Regions from separate parts of the Mus musculus genome. Here region 1 is linked to region 2. The links are chromatin contacts, called in public promoter capture Hi-C maps. All regions are on one chromosome and are shown on one strand. The core of a region is the stretch at or near the end of the contact, and the rest is flanking DNA. Distances in the headings are between cores, read along the strand shown. Region 1 holds the start of Mfsd2a (major facilitator superfamily domain containing 2A). Region 2 overlaps Rlf (rearranged L-myc fusion sequence).

Region 1 (6,179 bases), core at 2,328-4,827, 1.8 Mb after region 2:
TGTTCCCTGCACCCCTCAGTGAGCCTCAGTTTCCCTATCTGTAAAAGACGTATCAGCTACAGTGTGTTTTTATGAGGTCAAGCTTTAGCCTGCATATGGAAAGGGGAATGCGGAGAGGTTTTCTTTTATCTTTTTTTTTTCTTAGAATTCATGTTACTTTTAAATTACGTGATCGTGTGTTGGGATTTGTTTGAACAAGTACAGGAGCCTTGGAAGCTAGAGATATTGGATCCTCTAGAGCTGGAGTTATAGGCTGTTGTGGTTGTGAGTGGCCTGGCCTGGGTACTCACAACTCAGGTCTTCTAAGAAAGCAGTGAGCTCCTAACCATGGAACAATCTCTCCAGTGACAACGCCCCCCACATACACACACACACACTGTGTGTGTGCGTGTGCGTGTGCGTGTGCGTGTGTGTGTGTGTGTGTGTATGTATGTAGAGGGAGACTCATCTGTAGTCCTGACTGGCCTAGAACTTGGCAAGTAGACCCAGCTGGTCTAACTTGCAAGTGCTGGGATTACAGATGTGTGACTTTATGCCTGCTCTATAGATGACTTTTAGAGAATGTCCTATAACCCTTTACTCAAACCGTCTCATACTTCCCAAACACTTTAGGGTCTAGCTTTAATATCATCCATAAAACCTTGATTTCTTTTTAACTTTGTTTTTGAGACAGAGTCTCAGGCTGGTTTTGAATCTTAATCCTGTCTTGGCCTCTTAAGTGCTGGGATAACTGGTGTGTGCCCCCATATCCAGTTGTCACAACCCTGCTCTGGAAAGCTGGCAGCCTTCCCCACACTGTATCCCCACTCTGTACTCTCCCCACTTATTGTAACCCCATTTTATAGTCAACTGCAGGTTCCTCTTATTTATAACCCGCTTGGGACCCAGCCATGGGAACTGTTGGAAACCTAGCTACTGAATGAGTCTTCTGTCTTTTCTGGGGCTTAGTGTTCCACACCTGCAAATGGAAACTAATATGCCTCGCTTGCCCAGAGATGCTACACAGAAAAGAGCCAGTGAGGGCACCCCGGAGCCATGGTTACCCAGTCTCCCACTCTCTCATCCAGACAGGGCGAATTCTTTGGATGCCAGGCTGCCAGCCAAGGCTTCTCAAAGTACACACAGTAGCCCTGCTTCACCCAAACTAGCCCTTTCCATCAGAGACCCCCTAGTCCCAGGACACTAACATCTGCCTGCACCTTCAGGTTTCCCCTAGCCATCAGCAGCAAGCTGCTGCTCCTCAGGTGAAGGTGAGATACAGTTCTTCCATCAACCTAGCAACAGCAACACCCACTAAACCCTGAGCCAAGCCAGCTGACTGTCTTCCAGCCAGGGACATGGTGTGCCAGTCTCTTCTAAGAACAGCGTCACTAGCGGGTCCCATTCTCCCTCAGCCACTGCCCTATTCCGCCAGGCTCTCTATTGCTCCTGCCAGGCAAGGAAGAGTTGCCAGCTGTGGTTCCTGGGGCAGGTAGACCGCGCCCCCCCCCCTCCCGCACACTTCCTAAAGCCTTACTTCCCATCCACTGTGACCCTGAGTGGCAGCCAAGGAATGTGTCCTGGTCTTGTTTTACCACTGGGGAAAACTGAATGACCCTACCAAGAGCCCATCAGTTCCCTCTGGCTACCAAAGGAGCCCGAGGAGCTCCTGTTACTCACCTTAGCCACATCCAATAGGTAGATCTGCAGGAAGAATCCCAGTGCGCAGCCGGTCAACTGGTACGGGGCCCCTCCAACTGCATAGCAAAGCTTGTTGCAAATGGACAGTTGCTGCTTCTTTTTTGGTTCCTTCTGGGAAGAGAAGGAAAGAATGAAAATAAGCCCAGGATTCTGGCCACCAACCTAGAACGTGCCAGAGGCACAGACATTTATTTCTCCAGCCAACTCGGCCAAGAGGAACAGTTCTACCTTGCCCAGTTCCCACCTAGGGAAATCTCACTTCCCCAACCCCACAGGAAGTTGCCCTTAAACCCAGACTTATCCCTCCACCCCCAGACTCTGAGGAAATCTATCACCTTCCATCTTTAAAGATCTCCCAGATCAGGTGTAGTGGCACCAACACTTGGGAGGCAGAGCCCAGCAGATCTGTAAAGTCTGAGGCCAACCTGGTCTACAGAGCTAATTCCAGGTCAGCCAGGGATACAAAGAGAAACCTGTCTCAAATAAGTAAGAAAATAAATGAATAAATAAATAAATAAATAAATAAAATCTTCTCCCAGGCCCTCAGCTCCTTTCCAAGTTACCCAGAAAGAGCATGCGGTAGCAATGGGCCTGTCCCTACCTGGCACTAGCTGCCACAACCTGAAAATCCTCTTGCTGCCAAAAGTTCCCTGAGCCCAGCCCAGGCTCCCTCCCTGACGCCCCGCAGCAGCTAGGATCCACCTGCGTCCTGGATGAGTGCACCAGAAGGGGGGGGGGCGCCCAGCCCGCTGCATCCTCAGCTGTTCTTTCAATCTGTCCCAAAGTTCCCGGGCCCCTGTAGGGAGTCTTCAGCTCCAGGCAAACCCTTGAGCAGTCCTACCATCCATCTGCCTAACACGCACCCTTTCCAGCTCCTAGGGGACCTTGGAGAGGGGTAAAAAGGGCTCCAGGTGCAGGGCTCAGCCCTCTCCGGGTGGAGCACTAGGGGAGGCTGAGGTTGCCCAGGGAAAGTAGAGATTACTCATACATGGTAACAGCATAATTGCTTACTCGTTTCTTCCAAGAACAGTTAATAAAATTAAAAGGAAAAGTTAAGCACCTCCCAATTAGCTATATTGTGAGAGATTCCTTTCCTGGGGCCGCATGGTTTCATGGTGTGGTTAAATAGATCCAAAGAGTTAGAACGGATCGGAGAGAGAGGATGTCGAGACACGCGGAGCTCTGTGCATGTGAACCCTCAGTCACACAAACGCTTTCGGTATGCGGCTCCTTTAAGAGCAAAGCCCTTGTTCTTATGAATGAACTTGAGTGGCCCTCCTCAGAGTTAAAGCACGAGAGTGGGGGGTGGTGAGAGATGGAGAACCAAAGGGACTCTCAGACTTCTGGGGTCTCTTCAGGTCTAGGGAGAGAAACTAGTGTGGCTCAGCACAGTAGAACCTAGAGCGCTGGGGAGAGCCCCACGCCGCGTAGAGTTGCCGGCGCCTCTCTTGGCGCAAACCCATTGTAGGGGTGTGCAAAGGGGCTTCAGACTTTCTCCATCACTCCCGGTCCCAGAGCACTCCTTGCTTTTTTCAAGCTTCGCTGTACCCTGTTACCGCCAAGTGTCCCAAGGCCAGACCTAGTCTCCGACGCCCCTATACCCACATCCCGGCCGGCCCACCACCCCTTGCCCTCCTCTCGGGACCTCACCTTCACCTGGACCGGCCGTTCACTGGCTTGGAGGATGCTGGTGGGGAGCAGCCCCGCCGCGGAACCGCTCTCGGCGCCTTCTCCTTTGGCCATGACCCGCGGGCCACGCCGCGTGGGACCGGGACGCCGGGATGCTCTTGTGTTCTGCCGGCCGGCACTCGCCTGTGGCTCCGATCCTAGGCGCAGCCCCAGCCACTACTACGTTCGCTAGCACTTAGCAAACCAGGAACGCCGGCGATGAAAACTCCCTAGCACGTCCCCTCCGCGCCTCTTAAAGGTTCGGGCCTGCGCCTCCAGCCAATCCCTGCACGCGCCTGCCCATCTCGGCTGGCGGAGCCTCGCTGCTCAGCCACGTTCTCAAAGCCGGCAACCCACACCGCGTGCTCCTAACTACCTAAGCAAAGCTGAGAAACCCACCTGACTCGCCCGAGGAAACTGAAGTCCCAGGCTGAAAGTGACCTGTCCGAGGTCCCCCAGAGTGAGTTTTCCCTGAGTAGAGCCTGTGGCCCTTGACTTCTGAATCCCCATCAGCTCCTTTTAAAATCCGGAGTCAGGTGGCTTCTCCCCTCCCCCAAACCTGAGGCCATGGGCTGTAACTTTCATTATCAATGTCCCTCGTGTCTCAAGATCGACAATTTCCTCTTCCTCCCTTTGAAAAGTAGGGGCCTTTTTCAATGGGACAGAAAAATTACCAAGTCCAGTGGCTACCGCTTCCAGGCAGGGGAACTCGCAAGTTCTAAGAAGGAGCCATGGCCACAGCAGCCGTTTATGGGTAGCTTTCTAACAGGCTTAACATGACCTCACTGGGTGCTTATGAACGCCATCTGAGGGTGGTACTATTATTATCCCCATTTTACAACCCAGGAAAGGGGGACACAAGAAGAACAGCTGTTGCGACACAGACAGGCCAGAAAGGTTTTGTCCAGTTCCAAAGTCTTTACTCATAACTCTCCTGCTCTGCCCCTCAGCATAAATTACAGAAGGCTGAGCTATGTCTGTGCTCCCAGACAGGAAGCCCTGGGAGATACAAGACGCCAGCAGCCCTCTGTGTCGAAAAGAAAAGAAAAGAAAAGAAAAGAAAAGAAAAGAAAAGAAAAGAAAAGAAAAGAAAAGAAAAGAAAAGAGAGAAGAGAAAAGAAAAGCTTTGAGAAAGAGCATGCAGAGGAATGTGGTCCTTGAAAGAAGGGAGGACCGTCATCATCTAAACAGAGGCCAGGCATAGGTGCCAGCAGAGAACGGTCTTTGCTGCCTTTCCTTCCACCTCTGCTAATGGCACTCCAGCCTTCACAGATCCCCAGGAGCCTGGGTCAAGTCCAGCTCTCCCTCTTCAGTGAAGTTACTGCTTAGACTCTCAGAGACCGCTCACACAGGACCTGTGTTTCTCAGTGTCAAGCTTTTTTTTTTTCCCCTCCTCTTAGTTCAGATTGCAGGGAAGAGCTATTGAGATCTGACTCCTCCACAATGGCCACAGCACCCTTGTGTGCCCTGGCACATCACTGTCCAGAAACAAGCCAAGGGAAATAGTGAAGACTGTAAGAAGGCCTGTTGTCCCCACTGTCACACTGCCCTCTCTCTCTTCCATACTATAGGAGGGAAGCTATGGAGTCCTGTACAGTCTCTTCCAGCCCTAAATTCTTCACTCCTTTGAATGGCAGCATTCCAGAAGTGATCTGAATAACCGAGCCAGATTATGCCCTCCTTGAAAATAAGAACTCTATCTCTTTCACTCCCATATCCCACTAAATCACAGTGAGTGTGAGCTGAAGCACCAGAGGAGCCAGCCCATTCAGAAAAACCCCAGGCACCTCCATGGACGGGCTATCTAGTTGTTCCTGAACAACTTTATTAACCTCCTTGTGTACAAAATAGGGACCTACCTAATAGCGTTGTCTGGGGGATAAGACAAGAAGTTGTACAGGAAACATTTCGCGCACAAGGACTCAGGAGCTGAGGCTGGGCTAGTTCCCCTCCTGGCCCGATTCCAGTCTGTCAGTGTAGCAACGCAAGATTCCAGATATGGCCTGACCAAGCCAGTACAATAGACCTATTATTTCCCCCAGTCTGGACACGACACATTGTTAATGCAGCCTAAGACTGCTGGGTTTCAGAGCCTTTCTCTCCCGTGATTAGTTCCCATCAGGTTGTGGTTAGCTAAATTATTCAGATTCTTAGCACCAGAGCTTGGGGTCAAGTCAGGTTTCTTCACCATCCTCTATTCTGTGTAGTGTCCCCAAGCGCTCAGCAGAATAATGACATCTGGCTTACTTCCGCCTGTGGACATTGTTTTGAATCCTAGCTCTATTGCCCACGATTTTCTTCCACTCTGAATTCAGGCCCAGCTTGTTCTAACTTCTAGCCCTACTGGTCAGGACAGAGCTCTGTAACGCAACCCGAGAGACAGTAAATCATCATGAGCAAATCAGAGCATCATAAACCCAACAGTCCCCAGTCACCAAATTCTCACTGTTTCCTGAGCAAGCATGGTGCTCAGTGCTTTTGCTTTGTGTATACCATCTAATTTACTTATTCCAACACTGATGACAGAGGGTGTTTTTGTTACCCCGTTCTACAGATGTTTAAACCCAAAACTAAAAGAAGAGAGACAAGGGTTTGATTTTATAAGCTTGATGACAAACTTGATTGCTATCTATTCAGGTACCTACAGTCCTGACCAGGTAACTCCATTAGTCCCTTTGAAAGTTCTCCTTTCTACCTCCTCCTATCCATACCATCAGGCTCAAAGCCCAGGTAACTAGGTTGAAGCTCTGGAAACCTAGCCAGCTCTATTGGCCTCAGAAGCCTGGAGGAGAAACATGGGCCCCTTCTTCATAGCCCCCATCTTCTCATGA
Region 2 (5,391 bases), core at 1,306-3,805:
ACACATACACACAAATACACATAAATAAAAAATAAATCTTTCAAAAAAAATTTTTAAAGACGGGTGTATGTGTGTGGGGTGGGTGGGAAGGCCTTACTACATAGCACAGGAGGGACAAATGTTTAGCAAATGCTTTTTGTAATTATATTCAAGATTGCAGTGGGAAGTATGAAAAGACAGATGATGTGAAACAGTTCAGTTTTTGATTTCTTTATGACACAATACTTATACTCAATTAAGAGTCATTGAGACAATCTCAGTTTTGGAAAACTACATTCAGGTGTTCACATCACCAAATAGCTGCTTCACTGTCTAGGTCCACATCTCAAAACAAGGATGACCAACACTGTCACTACTCACATACTATGCACCACCAGACCATCTTCCCCAAAACAAGTACTCTGTGAATGTAATGTTATGGGTTATACTCTTCCCACTAGGATACTGCTAAGTATGTAAATGCTTAAAAAAACAAAACAAAATGAGGAAGTCAGTAGGAAGATAAAGATTAATGGGAGTCAGGATGGAAGGACAAGCTTCTCGAGTCAATCCAGTAGGAAGAACCTTAAACATCAACAATGTAGGTGACAAGCCTCTCAGAACAGGGAGGTAAAAACTGAGCCAAAGGATAATTTAACCACTTCAAATAACTATTGACCCAAACACTGGTCTAGAATTCAAATAAAGAGCTGGCTTTATAACACTGCATTGTAGCAGCTATTTATTGAAAACAGAGTAGAAGAGAAAATATGGAGCATTATTTTCTTTTTAATTTCTTTGTGTGTGTATCTATGTATGTGTGTGTGTTATATGTGCAGCATGGAATATATGTGGAGGTCAGAGACATCATTTAGAAGTTGGCTTTCCTCTTCCATCACGAGATCCAAAGATGAAATGCCAGTGCCTCTGCCTACTAGCCATACATCTAAGCAGTCTCCAAGGCATTACTTTACATTGGACCATGATGAAGGCATCTTTGACAAGGAAGATACTATGAGATAAGAGAGTAGCCATGAAGTGTGACTTGTAAGCACAAACCTCTATGACAAGAACACACTTGGCTTGTGTCTTAAACCTTAACAAGGTAGCTGAAGAGCTGTGAGCATTAAGTTGTTTAAGAAAGTTTAAAAACAAAACAAAACAAAACAAAACAGACATTGGCCATAGCAAATAGAATGAAGGCGTTTAGATTTAACCTGAGAAAAATGGAAAATTATTGGAGGGTGTGGGCAGAAAATGGCCTGACCTAAGCACTAAAGAGATTTTACTTCAAGAAAGTAAAATGTAGTGGCCATCAGCGAAACTACACACAGTTCAGAAGGCTTCTGTATTCATCCTGACATCTCCGATTCCCCACATATTATCTGAAATGAACTATCAGATATATATGTATATATATGTGTGTGTATATATATATGTGTGTGTGTGTGTAAATGTATATATCTATATCTCAAGGATAATGTGTTACTATTGTATTGAAGAATAAAGATAAAAATTACTGAACTCTTCCTCACCCCAGAGCCCGACCCCTCCCATCTAGAGATTGTTCCCAGAACACTCCTGAACTCTTCACCCCAGAATGCATTCCTGAACTCCTCACCCTAGAGTTCGAACTAAAGACTGTTCCAAGAACATTTTTGAGATAAGGGCCTCCTGGAACAACCTCAGAATGAACCGGGTACATTGCCAAATAATAGGACATGACCCCTTAGTTACGTAGAATTCCCTTGGCAGAACCCCTTAGTTATGCAAACTTGTACTTTCCCTGCCCCGCTCTCCCCCCTTGAGTTTTTCCTATATAAGCCTGTGAAAAATTTGGCTCGAGGTCGATTCTCCTCTACACCATACTAGGTGTATGAGTTTCGACCCCAGAGCTCTGGTCTATGTGCTTTCTTGCTGTTGCTTTATTAAATCTTGCCCTCAACATTTTGAGTTCGGTCTCAGTGTCTTCTTGGGTCCGCGGCTGTACCGAGGCTTGAGTGAGGGTCTCCCTTCGGGGGTCTTTCAGTATTATTACAATTACATGGGGTCTCGTGTATACCAAGCTGTCTTCAAACCTACTGTAGAAGAGAATGACCTTGAACTTATCTTTCTGTCTCAGCCTCACCCTAGTGATTGGATTACAAGTCTGCAGCACCATGACTGGTTTATATGGTATTGAGTACTGAACCAAGAGTTTCAGGCCGCTACATGAGCATGCTAAGAGCTAAGCTCCTATCACCTTACTATTTTCAATCCTGTACTACTGATAGCAAACCCAGATTTGAATGCCAGCATTACATTAAGGTAGCCAACATATTTTAATTGGAACTTTTTATCAACAAAAAGGAACTTTGTCAGAGATGTGAAACTAAATGTGAAAAAGTATAGAGTATGCCTAGCCTACAGGGAGCTATGTATTCACTAATCTTTCCACTTCTGACATGGAGAACATAGTTGAAAGGCAACTGACTTCACTGGGTTTATTTTTAGTTGCACTGAGGATCAGTCATGAGGCCTTGCTTAATACTAGGTAAATGTTTAACTAACTATACTCCCTCTCTTTTCTGGCTTCATTGAGAAGCAAGCTCAAGCCAGGCTATGGTGACATATTCTGCAACCCCTCATTAGGGATGCGGAGGCAGGAGTCTGGGAACTGGTGGCCAGCATGGGCTACAGTGAGCTTGGTCTAAGACCAGCCTGGGCAATAGTAATACCCTGTCTCAAAACTTAAACCAAACGAAAGCTCAGGAAGTCATAAAGGCAATCAGGGCCCTAATAGTAATACCAGAAATAGTCAGTGGGGTACTGCAACATTTAACCAAAGGAAAGCAAAGTCAGAAGGAGAAGGAACAATCACTGAAGAGCTAGGAAGTCAAAGTGTGTGAGACCTTAAAAAGACATGGGGAAGCTGGGTGGTGGTGTTGGTGGCGCATGCCTTTAATCCCAGGACTTGGGAGGCAGGTGGATTTCTGAGTCCCAGGCCAGCCTAGTCTACAAAGTGAGTTCCAGGACAGCCAGGGCTACACAGAGAAACCCTGTCCTGAAAAAACCAAAAGACATGGGAAAACATCAAGATGACAGATTGGTAAGAAAGACTGTGGGTCAAATGTCATATTATAATGTCAGTCAGGGGGCTGGAGAGATGGCTCAGTGGTTAAGAACACTGACTGCTCTTCTGAAGGTCCTGAGTTCAAATCCCAGCAACCACATGGTGGCTCACAACCATCCGTAATGAGATCTGACTCCCTCTTCTGGTGCGTCTGAAGACAGCTACAATGTACTTAGATATAATAATAAATCTTAAAAAAAAAAAAGAGAGAGAGAAAGAACCATATAATGTCAGTCAGAGGTGGGAGTGGTAGCCCATCCCTTTAATTTCGAGTACTGGGGAGGCAGAGGACAGCCAGGGGCTATAGAAAGACCCTTTTTCAAAAAAAAAACAAAAAAAAACAAAAAAAACCAAGAAGCTATAGCCAGATTCGGTAGCAGGAGAGTCACAAGTTGAAGGGAACGGGAGGTAGTACCTGGGAATATAGCTCAGTTGGTAGGATGTTTGCCAGGCATATATGAAGCCCTGCCCTTGATTTCCACCAGTACTAAATAAAACTGAGATTGGTGTTGTACACCTGTGATGGACCAGGAGTTCAAGGCCAACCCAGGCTCAGTTGGGGACCGGGGTGGAGAGAACGAATAAGAAGGAATATGAAGGTCCTGAGAGGAGAAAAATATTTCACAGTAAAGTCACACTGAAACTTAACTCAGTGTAGGCCAGGACAAGAAACTGGAGTCACTGTAGAGGAAGAAGGTGCTAAAGATTTCTAACAGAGTGAAGGACTCTCAGCTATCTCTAGGACAGCAAAGAGTGAATGAGAGACATCTGTTATACGAGTGAAGAAGAGGAACTGTCTGCCTCCAATAACAAGAGGTGCACATACACAGAGTAAAGGAGGTGAGCAGACATTCAGGAACAAAGTACCTAAGTTTCTACAGGACAACAGGGAGAAGCGCAGGTTTCAGAGATTTCCTATGAAGGTGGGTGGTAAGTAGACTAAAGAAATGCATATAGTGCAACTGATTTAAAGATGAATTAATTGGTAAATACAACAGAGCAGATAAAGATTTGAGGTAGTCAGAGATACAATTAAGGACACGAATAACAGAGGACCAGAGGAGCAAATGCCATCCGATGTAACTGAGTAGAGAGGCAGGGGAATACGATGAGGATGAGGCAGGCTGGGGAAGGCACAGGTCCTGACTGGTGCTGGTCAAGTCCATACAGTACAGAGAATGAAGCAAAAAGAGAGCAGGATACAGGGGAAAAGTTAAATTTAGAAACTACTATATAGTAGAGAACTCGATCTTTGAGGTGCCTACATTTAGTTAGAAACTTCAGCTTGCAGCTGGCTCAGCAGGGAAGACACCTGCCAACAATCCTGGTGACCTGAGCTCCCTGGAAACCAGGTAAAAGAGAGAATTAACATCCAAACGTATCCTCTGGCATCCACAGGAGTGCCATGAATGCATGCTCACAAAAATACATCTCATATGTATACACCTGTGTGCACACATGCACAATTATAAACAAAGAAAGATGTCTCGGTGTAGAAGTAAGAATTCATGGGTTAAATCTGGAATGGCGGCTGAAAGATAAATAATGACTTAAAGACTAAGCATTCCTATTTTTTTCGGCATGATTTATTAAACATTTGGAGAGAACCAATTCCAAACTTTCTAAGAAACATGATTCACATGTTTCATTAAAATAATACAATCGATAAAAGTTTTTAAAGACTCAGCAATTTTACTAGCATTCTATATACCCCATGGTATCCAGTTTGACCAGTTAATTATTAGTAAAATATATTCTTGAAGCTTAGAGTCCTGCACTTGTGTGTTACAGAGGCAAAAGCACAAAGTTAAGTGTTAACTAAGTTAAAATTAATTCCCACACTCCTTGGATTATTCCTTGACCTATTTACTAATTTCCCAAATCCAATAAAGTTAGAACTGTCAGAAGGAAACCTACTTTTATATCTGACGATTCCACAGTAGACCATCATGTGTAAACACTTATAAACATCATTTGTGCATTCTTAATTATCCATTTTAGAAACCCAACTATACCTATAACTAACTTTATATCCAATCTGAAGAAGTTAAACATATCTATATATCTCTCTATATATCACATATTTATTTATTTAAGCATAAAAGATGAGCTGTGGCTTTCATTCTGGAAGGGAAATAAACCATGCAGTGCCTATACTGACACATCACACCTAGAGCAAGACTGAATGGTTACCTACTGGACTCACCTCCTGAATAGCCTCTTCGCTGGGAAGCATGGAACATAAACATGTGATATAGGCTTGCTGAAAACACGACACCTGGGCAAGTTCTTTAGACTCT

What was found. Promoter capture Hi-C pulls out the DNA fragments that hold promoters and counts their contacts.
Region 1: a contact with region 2 is called in a promoter capture Hi-C map of liver, with 5 times the contacts expected there. The contact joins the promoter of Mfsd2a here to the enhancer-like site in region 2. A contact is called at or near these places in 8 of 39 promoter capture datasets (cranial neural crest, embryonic stem cells, hippocampal neurons and 5 more) and 1 of 115 datasets of contacts at active chromatin or transcription factors (astrocytes).

The regions. Positions count from the first base shown.
Region 1 is chr4:122,957,611-122,963,789 of GRCm38.p6, forward strand. Mfsd2a (major facilitator superfamily domain containing 2A) reads right to left here and starts at 3,578. Exons shown (of 14, transcript NM_029662.2): 1 at 3,331-3,578; 2 at 1,660-1,791. The coding sequence starts at 3,423.
Region 2 is chr4:121,165,321-121,170,711 of GRCm38.p6, forward strand. It overlaps Rlf (rearranged L-myc fusion sequence), which reads right to left. Exons shown (of 8, transcript NM_001346660.1): 5 at 5,298-5,391. Among named protein-coding and RNA genes, the nearest start is that of Rlf, 47 kb to the right of the region's middle. Within about 2 kb of position 2,556, at least 8 of the 459 cell types and tissues checked have an H3K27ac peak or open chromatin away from gene starts, as enhancers often do. A contact at or near this core is called in liver, where this site is marked.